Regions from separate parts of the Oryctolagus cuniculus genome. Here region 1 is linked to region 2. A link is a contact called in public Hi-C data. All regions are on one chromosome and are shown on one strand. The core of a region is the stretch at or near the end of the contact, and the rest is flanking DNA. Distances in the headings are between cores, read along the strand shown.

Region 1 (4,588 bases), core at 1,984-4,483, 120 kb before region 2:
TTAAGGTTCTTTTAGCTAAAGATTCTATGATATTTGCAAAGATCACACTGAATCTCTGTTGTTCTGGGTTTAAAATAAAGACAACGTTTTTAAAGTTTTAAGGGAAAGATCAACTTGTGACTAAAGGCATGGAGCCAGGATAGAACTCTAGGTCTCCTGACACAAAGAGACATGATAGATAATCTCTTGAGGTTAACAGGAAGGAGATCTCCAAATGATTAATGCTCACTAATGGTTACAGAAATTTTTGTGTTTTGTTTATAGGGAAACCAGTCCTGGATTTTTGCTTATTAATTTCCTTTTGAGTTATTTAAGGGGTAAGTATCCTTTGGATGGTGTTGATGACTATTCAGTCTGTGATTATTGCATGTATTACCCAATCATTTTTTGTGTAACTGAAGTTTCATGTTTGCTGAATTAGAGTTTATTGAGAAAGAGGATCTTAAGGAACGGTTTCACCATCACTTCTACTCAGATTTATTTATTTATTTTAAAAATTTATTTTATTTATTTGAAAGAGTTACAGAGAGGTAGAGCCAGAGCCAGAGAGAGAGAGAGAGAGAGGTCTTCCATCCGCTGGTTTATTCCCCAAATGAGCCGATCCAAAGCCAAGAGCCAGGAGCCTCCTCTAGGTCTCCCATATGGGTGCAGGAACCCAAGGACTGGGACCATATTCTGCTGCTTTCCCAGGCCATAGAAGCAAGTGGGATCAGAAGTGGAGCAACCGGGACTTGAATTAGCGTCCATATGGGATGCTGGCACTGCAGGCTTGGGCTTTAACCTACTGTACCACAGTGCCAGCCTCTCATATTTATTTTTAAAAAGTTTATGAGGTTATTGCCATACTATTGAAAAATCCAAGTGAAGATTTTTATATTTCAGATGCAGTTCTCTGATACAGTTCTAATTTTCAGCAAACCCACCCTGATTCCAAAGCTCTAATCAAATGAGTAAAATTGTATAATAAGATTATATTTTCTTTTTATAATTATTTTTTCATGTACTTGTAAGGCAGAGTTACAGAGAGTGGAGAGAGAGAGAGAGAAAGAGAGAGAGAGAGAGAAAGAAAGAAAGAGAGAAAGAGAATCTTCCATCCACTGGTTTACTCCCCAAATGGCCACAACAGCCAGAGCTGGGCTAGACTGAAGCCAGGAGACAGGAGCTTCTTCCAGGTCTCTCACATGGCCCAAGCACTTGGGCCTTCTTTTGCTGCTTTTCCCAAGCTATTAATAGGGAGCTGGATCAGAGGTTGAGCAGCTGGGACTCTAACAGGTGCCAGTATGAGATGCTGGTATTGCAGGTGGAGGCTTAACCTGCTATAGTACATCGCAGGTCCCAATATATTTTCTATTGTGTTAAGTAATTAACAATAATCTTATTTTTCCTACATTTCTGACTTTCCCAAGATAAACATGTTTAGGGCATTGACTTCCTTCAGATAAGAAATGTGATCCTAAGTGGTATGCAGTTTTCCATTATTTAATTTGAGTTCTTATTTAGAACGGATCTAGCTCAGACTCTTACTAGGTGTTGCAGTCTATATCTGAATGCACATGAAATGTGCAACATGCTTCTGTGCTTTTATGAAAATTTTGTTAGAGCCTAAATTTCATACTAATCATTCTTACATCTACATTTTTTTCCATATGAATGAAAAATACTATACACAGTATAGTGAAAAGGAAATCTTTTGTCTAGCCATAGCTTCTGAATGGTTTCCCTACCTAGAAATGACCACCAGTCCCAGTTCCTAATGTAGCCTTTTCAAAGATATTCAGTGTATTTCTCCCATATAAGAAAGCAAAACTTGAATACACGTTATTTCATTTGATCCTCATAAAAATCTTGTAAGTTAGGTAAAAGAGGTTTTCTCCTAAGACAGACACAAAAATAAAGGCACAGAGAAGTTCATCATTGTAACTCTATTCTACAACTAATATGTTGATGACGCCATCAGTTAAGTCTTTATTGAGTGTCTGTTGTCACATTGAGTCAGGGGCTAGGTCCAGTACTCAAGTTCAGAAGAGTTATACTTCAGTCTTGTTTCTATTGCCTGGGAGTGGTTCTTGAATGCCTCAGTTTAAAAAACTGAACAAAATTCTAGCAGGTTTTTAATCCAATTTGCTGTTTCATAGGGAAATCTTAATGCATAGAGTCTCATATACCCTGCAACATTCTGCAACAGCCAGGGACAATGAGAAGAGAAAAGTCAAGGCAATCTTCTAACATTTGGCGTTTGTATATTAGGTTTACATATTTTCACTTTAGTGATTTCTTAGGATACTTATACTAGTAAAGGAAATATTGCTGTTGGTTTAATGTTTTACCCTGCTAACGCACCCCACCCTTACATGATCTTAGTGACTAATAGGATTCTCTTACCATATGTAAATTCCACTTACCAGCTTTTTTATGTGTGTTTTCTGGTAATTTGCAATCGTAGACAAAAATCAGACTAAAGAATTTCGTAAAATAAATGAGAATCAGCAACTATGTGGTTGCAGTTTAATTTTTAAATTGGCCTGGCACAACGGCCTCACCTAAGAGTCATGTGCTGGTTATGCTCCCTGCTGGTAGAGGGCCCTCCCTTGTGGCCCACAGTGACTCAGACGGCAGCTGCAAGAACAGGAAGCTGGGGTTCATGTGACAAGACTCCAGCCTTTACCAGAGCAAACAGACCAGGTAAGATGTCTCCCCCGAGACCCTCCCAGTTTCATATTTCCCAGTTTTATGTTGCATCTCAGGGATTTTTTTTTTTCCTCCCTCAGACTGCTCTGTGTTTTCTCTTTGACCTAATGCCATGTGTGGCGAAATGCTGTCCAGAAGAGCCTGCTGAGAATTTTGTCTGGGCCTGCCTCCTTGAATAAGCCAACAATCTGCACACCAAGAATGGAAAAAATGTTTCCATGCTTCAGAGATTCCTGAACACTCTCTTTCCAAAATGAATCAGTTCCTTCTAGTGGGGAAAATGAAGACATCAGCATTCAGCATTCAGCAGTCCATTTCTAGATTTCACAAGAGACCACACATCTTCACAGATTCTTGGAGGTTTTCTTCACCAGATTTAGATCATTGTTTCCCAAAGTGTAATCTGAGGGCCAACTGCATTGGAATCATCTAGATGAAGGTATCATTATCTTTATGGAAAGACCGGGTAATCTATGTTTTTAACAAGTGCTAGAACTCATTTTTGTTCACAGAAAGCAAAGCAGCATTCACAGGCCACAGTGGGTAACAAGCAGAGTTGGAGTGTTATTTGTGCTTCCCTGTCCCCACCCCTGAATTCCCTCTCCCAGTCAAAATGTCATTTTGATAATGTTGTTTGGTCACTGTAGAAGGAAATAGGGGAAAGAGTAGGAAGGAGCCAAGGAACCAATGATGTTCTCTCTATTACATTGGTGTGGTAAACAGGATGAATTTTAGAAAGCAATGGAACAGAGTGCTTAAAAATCACTCACAAAGGTTTTGAGAAACAAATCCCCTTCTCCCCATTCTAATTAAATAGATATGGTGCTGGGCCTGGGAACCTACATTTGTAAAAAACGCTGTAGAAGTGTGACCCACTGAAAATTGTGGGTCTGCTTCCAGAAGTAGGTGTTCATACAAAATCATTTATTTGTAGCTATTAAGGAGAGTAGGCAAATTCATTTCCATGACTAGGGGAAAATCCTGCTTTTAGGGGAACATTTTAGGGACATGAATATGCAGGAAGGAAGTTCTTGTCATTGCGTGGAGGGGTGGTTACAAATTCACACAGGCATGGTTCAGAATTCTAGTCCAGAAGCCAGTATTGCGGTGTAGCGGATTTAGTTCATGTCCCGGCTGCTCTACTTCCAGTCTAGCTCCCTGTTAACGCTCCTGGGAAAGCAGTTTAAGATGGTCCAAGTACTTGAACCTCTGCATCCATGTGGGAGAACTGATGAAGCTCTTGGCTCCTGCTTTCGCCTAGCCCAGTCCTGGTTGTTGTGGCCATTTGGAGAGTGAACCAGCTGGGGGAAGATTCTCTCCTTCTCTCTCTGTCATACTGACTTTCAAAAAAAAAAAAAAAAAAAAAAAAAAAGCTCCAACATAGGTTGAATGTTATGGTAATAAGACTCAAGCTCCTGCTAGGGTAGTATTAAAATGAAGTAAAGAGTGACCTTTGGATACCTTGTGACCCATCTGTGCTGGCCTTGCTCTTGCAGTGGAGTCTGGACCAGTCCAGAGTGGCTGGTGATTGAATCTCTCTTTGGAATGTGACTGAAAACCTGAAAGACAACTTTGGAGAAAATCAGATGCTTTTAGGGTCTTGAAATAGAAATAAGTCACAAATAAAGACCTTTGAGCTGCTCAGGGCATTACACAGTAGAGTATCACTTATTTAATGTACTGTGTACTCAGGTCTAGAGCTGTAAGCTGTAAGTCCCCCTTCTTTCTTTTTTTAAAAACAGGGTTTATTTTTTTATTTTGAAAGTCAGTTACAGAGAGAGAGAGAGGGAGAAAGAGAGATCTTCCATCTGCTGGTCAACTCCTCAAATAACCACAATGGCTGGAGCTGGGCTGGTCTGAAGCAAGGAGCCAGGAGACTCTTATAGTCTCCCACATGGAT
Region 2 (4,538 bases), core at 1,925-4,424:
ACCATATTTCTTAATTATTAAGTCAATTTTATCTAAAAGAAAAACAGGAATTCTTGAGGTCTCTATAAAAGCAAACTAGTTACCCCCTACTGATTGTACTAAAATTAAAGAAAATATGGACATTTTCCTTAAAGTATTTGCTAAAGAGAATTTTTTTTGCCTTTAGATTATACAGTTGATGTAGGGATTACCTTTTTCATGCACTATGAATGACAAGACCATAACCTAAGCTTAAATTATGTCAGTGCTCTATGGCACCATTTATACATGTTATAGAAATCAATGTCTTGAATAAATGTTCAATGTCATACCATCTAGCTCTGGACTTTGCATATGATAAAAAGAACTGTGCCATACAAACCATAAAGTGATCACATAAGAATATTAATAACCTGGTCAATAAAGTAAGATTCAGTGATTCAAGTAAGAATATTTTGTTACTGTCATTTAGTTATTTTATTTACAACATGTACTTTTGAATGATTTTATAGGATGATATTGATACCATCAAGAGTTTTCTCATGTGGAGTCTGTTGCCACTGGTTCTATTTAGATGTACACCTCAACAGCTTCTGGCTCTTTATAGGTAGGGATCCTGTCACCCACATCTGCTTGCTGTAAGATAGCTATTGCCAGAACTGGAATAGGAGATTTTAGGTCTGTTCTGATTTCACTGTATCACATTTGCAAGTCCAAATTAGGAACCTCAGAATCCTCCCTCAAAAGTAATCTAAGAATCTTATTTGGTGTTTATCCAATTCCCAGGTAAATGCAAAGGGGGAAAGTTCCAGAGTGGGACATTTCCTTGAAAGAAGTCACTCATCTTTCTGGGCTTCAGCTTCCTCAGTATGTAAATTTGGAATCATGAGGGAATAATCTATACTAAAAAAGCTAGGATTTTTCTGATCAGTTTTTCTGCCAATGGAGAGAATAGTGTGTAATGGTTAGAAGGGGGGGAGTCTAGTCAGATTGCCTGGATTTAGCTTTATCACCTAGTCATACCAGTGCTGCCATCTATTAAAATAGAGTTAAAAGTAACATACCTCATAGGCTGTGAAGATGAAGTAAGATAAATGCACATCAAGTGTTTATGAATACTTAGCGTTTACTGAGGGCTCAAATATTTAGACAGACTTCAGTCATCTGGGGGAGGAATGGTTCTGTAAGTGGTAATGATAGCAAACACTTACCTCCTAGCACATTCTAAACACTTTCCATGTTGTTTTAATAACCTTTAAACAACCCTACTGGTATTATTCCAAGTTTACAAATGAAGAAACAAGCATAGTGTTATTGAGTCTGACTAAGTGAAAGGATCTGAATGCTAATTCAATTCAGGTGCTCTGGCTCCAGAGTCCATACTCTTAACTAATCTGCTGCAGCTGCCATCAAGTATTGCCAAAGTGATGGGGGGCTATGCTCATCAAATCAAATTTTCCAGCTAAACAATAACTGGGGGCAGTCAGAATCTTTAGATTTACATATTAAGCTCTTTGAAATTATTTCAACTAACACCATATTTTAAATTGCTAACAATAAATGTTTATTCATAACTGAAGCCAAGAAGAATTTATAAATGCATTTTAATACCTTGCTGATAAAATAGTAACATTCCATCTTTGCAATCTGATAAGGAATACAGGAAGATATTGGTAAAGGCTTTGATGTGCATTACCTATTATATTATATCCAAGTAATCAGAATACATACACACAAACCACCTACTTTAGTGTTACACCATACCAACTTCTCAGAGGGGCCATCTTAAAGCTCTACTGGATAGCTGAGTAAATAGCTTCCAATGTTTCAGGACTGGGGAATAGGGAAGAAAGATGGAAACAGTAAGCAGCACACATTTCAAAGCCCACTTTTAAGCACACATTATATTAAAAATAAAGGATGCAAAAAAAAAAAAAGGCAATTCAGCACTTTCATACAGCATTTGGCAATATTCAACGCATGAGGAGGCTGTGCTTGGGGCCATCCACTCTTTCCAGCTTCTCAAAGTGTTTCCTGGCATTGCGAATGTTGATGAGAGTAGCTGCAGAAGGTATGGACGGATCTGACATAACCACCATCACATACGTGTTTGATGTGAAGATGTCGATGAAAGCAGCGAAGTTGGAATTCCTAACTTCCATGCTCTGGAAAGAAGCGGCCAATTTACTGCAGCTCAGCTTGAACTGCTTAATGATGTTGCTGATCTTCTCAAACCGGTGGACGTCACGCTGCTCTTTGCACTGGTAGTGTGAAATAACCAAGAACGTAGCCCTCTCGAACAGCAGAACTTCATCGGCCTCAATAATTTGGGCAAAATTCCTTAGGTTCATCTCCAGCTGCTGAACATTGGGGATGAGCTGATAGACAATACTGGACCAGGCTTTGTAGAGGGTTTCATCCCAGATGGATGTTCGGAAACAGGCGCACTCCAGGGGGCGAGACAGACGCCTCAGGTCTTCCTCTCGCTCTTTAAAAATCAGGTCACGCTGATCCTCCTGAACCAGATCCATTTTGTGCACCAGGCAGAAGATTTTGGCATCGGGAGAGTTCTGGAGGATGGCCTCCAGACAGGACTGGTAGTAATGCATGTCCTTTTCCAGTTCGCGGCTCTCCACGTCAAACACGTAAATCAAAACCTCGACGTTCCGGAAGATGTTGTCTCGCTGGCTGGTGAAGTAATTCTCCATGAAGGTGTCCTGACCGCCACAGTCCCACAGGTTCAGCACCAGGTTCCCCAGGAATCGGACGTGGGAGTGCTCCACATCAATGGTGGCACCCAGGCGCCGGGTGTCGCGAGCGATGTAATTTGCAAAGATAATCGACCTCATGCTGGTCTTCCCCGACCCGCTCTTCCCCATCAACAGCACCTTTTTCTTCATGGCTGTATTTGGCATCACCCGCCGGGACCGCCGCGGACTGGGCCTGAGGGCGCGGCCTCACTGCAGCGCGGGGCGAGGGCTGGAGGAGGTTCCGCGGGCTCGGCCTCGCTTGGCACTGGCGCAGCCGTGCAGCCGGGGAAGCCTAGGGCGCGAGTTCGGGCTGGAACGGCTTCGGCGGGGCTAGCGCTCCCTCAGAGGAGAGCGCCTGGGGCAGCCAGCTGCAACCGCTCGGGAGGCTCGCCTTCCGACAGAAGCCAGCCGCTGCCTCCGGGCCACCACCCACTTCCGGCAGCGATATCGCGAGAAACCCGCGCTCCCGCTCCCACCCACTTCCGGCCGTGGTGTCGCAACAGCGCGGTGCTGGGCGGTCGTTCCCTGTAGGGCATGGAGAAACTGCTTGGTTCCTGGAACCAGATAAAGTAGAAGATATACGCAAGGACTCTGGTGTTTTGTTGTATTACAGCTGGGTCTACGGTTGCCAGGGGTACTGGGTAGTTGGTCTGGGGAATGCTGCCCTCTCGTGGCAAAAAAGAAAAATCCACACTCCAACACCACCACCACCACAAATTTGCTTTGAGAGCAAGGATTTTGGACAGGGGCAACAGGCAGGTGAATTGGAGCAAAGGCCTAATGAATCCAGACTGTACAGATGAGGAAGGAGACTTTGAGATAGTAAGTGATTGCTCAGTGCTACACATGTAGATGGTGGTGACTGCTTTTTACACACCTAGGGAAGTTCCTTTCTCACATCTGTTTTTCTCATAACTTCAGACTTGAGAATTTCTTTAAAAAAGATTTATTTATTTATTTGAAAGTCAGAGTTACACAGAGAGAGAGGAGAGGCAGAGAGAGAGAGAGAGAGGTCTTCCATCTGCTGGTTCACTCCCCAATCGGCTACTGTGCTGATCTGAAGCCAGGAGCCAGGAGCTTCTTCCAGGTCTTCCACAAGGGTGCAGGTGCCCAAGGACTTGGGCCATCTTCTACTGCTATCCCAGGCCACAGCAGAGAGCTGGATCAGAAGTGGAGCAGCTGGGTCTTGAACCGAGGCCCATATGGGATGCCGGTGCTTCAGGTCAGAGCGTTAACTGCGCCACAGCGCTGGCCCCTGATTTGTAATATTGATCAGGTAATTTAAAGCAAAATCTATTAGGAATGATAAGTAGTTTTTGTACTAAGAGAATTCGAATGATTTTACTTATTAAAAAGTTCCAGGTTATGGAACACACACACACACACGCACTCACCCACTCCCCAAAGTCCAACTTTGTTTCTGTTAATTCTCTGCCTCACCCTGACTGACCCTCGGTCTCACCTACAGCTGCTGCTCTCCTTAGCACCAGTGGGGGCCACGTGTGAATCTGGAAGCCACTGAGGACCAATTTTCACTGTGAAGAGGAAAAATTAATGATCCACCTCAAAACAGACCTGAATCACATTCACCTCTTCACAAGTGCAAACAACTTCACTTTGAACGGTTCTGAAAAAGTTATAAATGCATACCAACTCTAACTAGTATAAAAGGTGAATATTGTATGATTAAGCCTGAACCATTACAATCTAGAAATTTATGGTGTTTGTTATTTCCATTGCTTACTCTTGAGTGATAAAAGCACGTTTTATGTGATCCCCCTGTCTCCCACATAAAGAAAATGACTCAAG

What was found. A called contact is a pair of places that touch in the nucleus more often than the background predicts.
Region 1: a Hi-C map of an unstated tissue shows a contact between it and region 2, with 3 times the contacts expected there. The contact joins the enhancer-like site here to the promoter of RRAGA in region 2. A contact is called at or near these places in 2 of 6 Hi-C or Micro-C datasets (ear pinna and an unstated tissue).

The regions. Positions count from the first base shown.
Region 1 is chr1:182,143,351-182,147,938 of mOryCun1.1, reverse strand. It overlaps LOC127493585 (a long non-coding RNA gene), which reads right to left. Exons shown (of 3, transcript XR_011380279.1): 3 at 973-4,588. Among named protein-coding and RNA genes, the nearest start is that of PLIN2, 36 kb to the right of the region's middle. Within about 2 kb of position 3,233, at least 1 of the 8 cell types and tissues checked has an H3K27ac peak or open chromatin away from gene starts, as enhancers often do. A contact at or near this core is called in ear pinna, where this site is marked.
Region 2 is chr1:182,018,946-182,023,483 of mOryCun1.1, reverse strand. RRAGA (Ras related GTP binding A) reads right to left here and starts at 3,174. Exons shown (of 1, transcript XM_008254386.4): 1 at 1,520-3,174. The coding sequence starts at 2,894. The coding sequence ends at 1,953.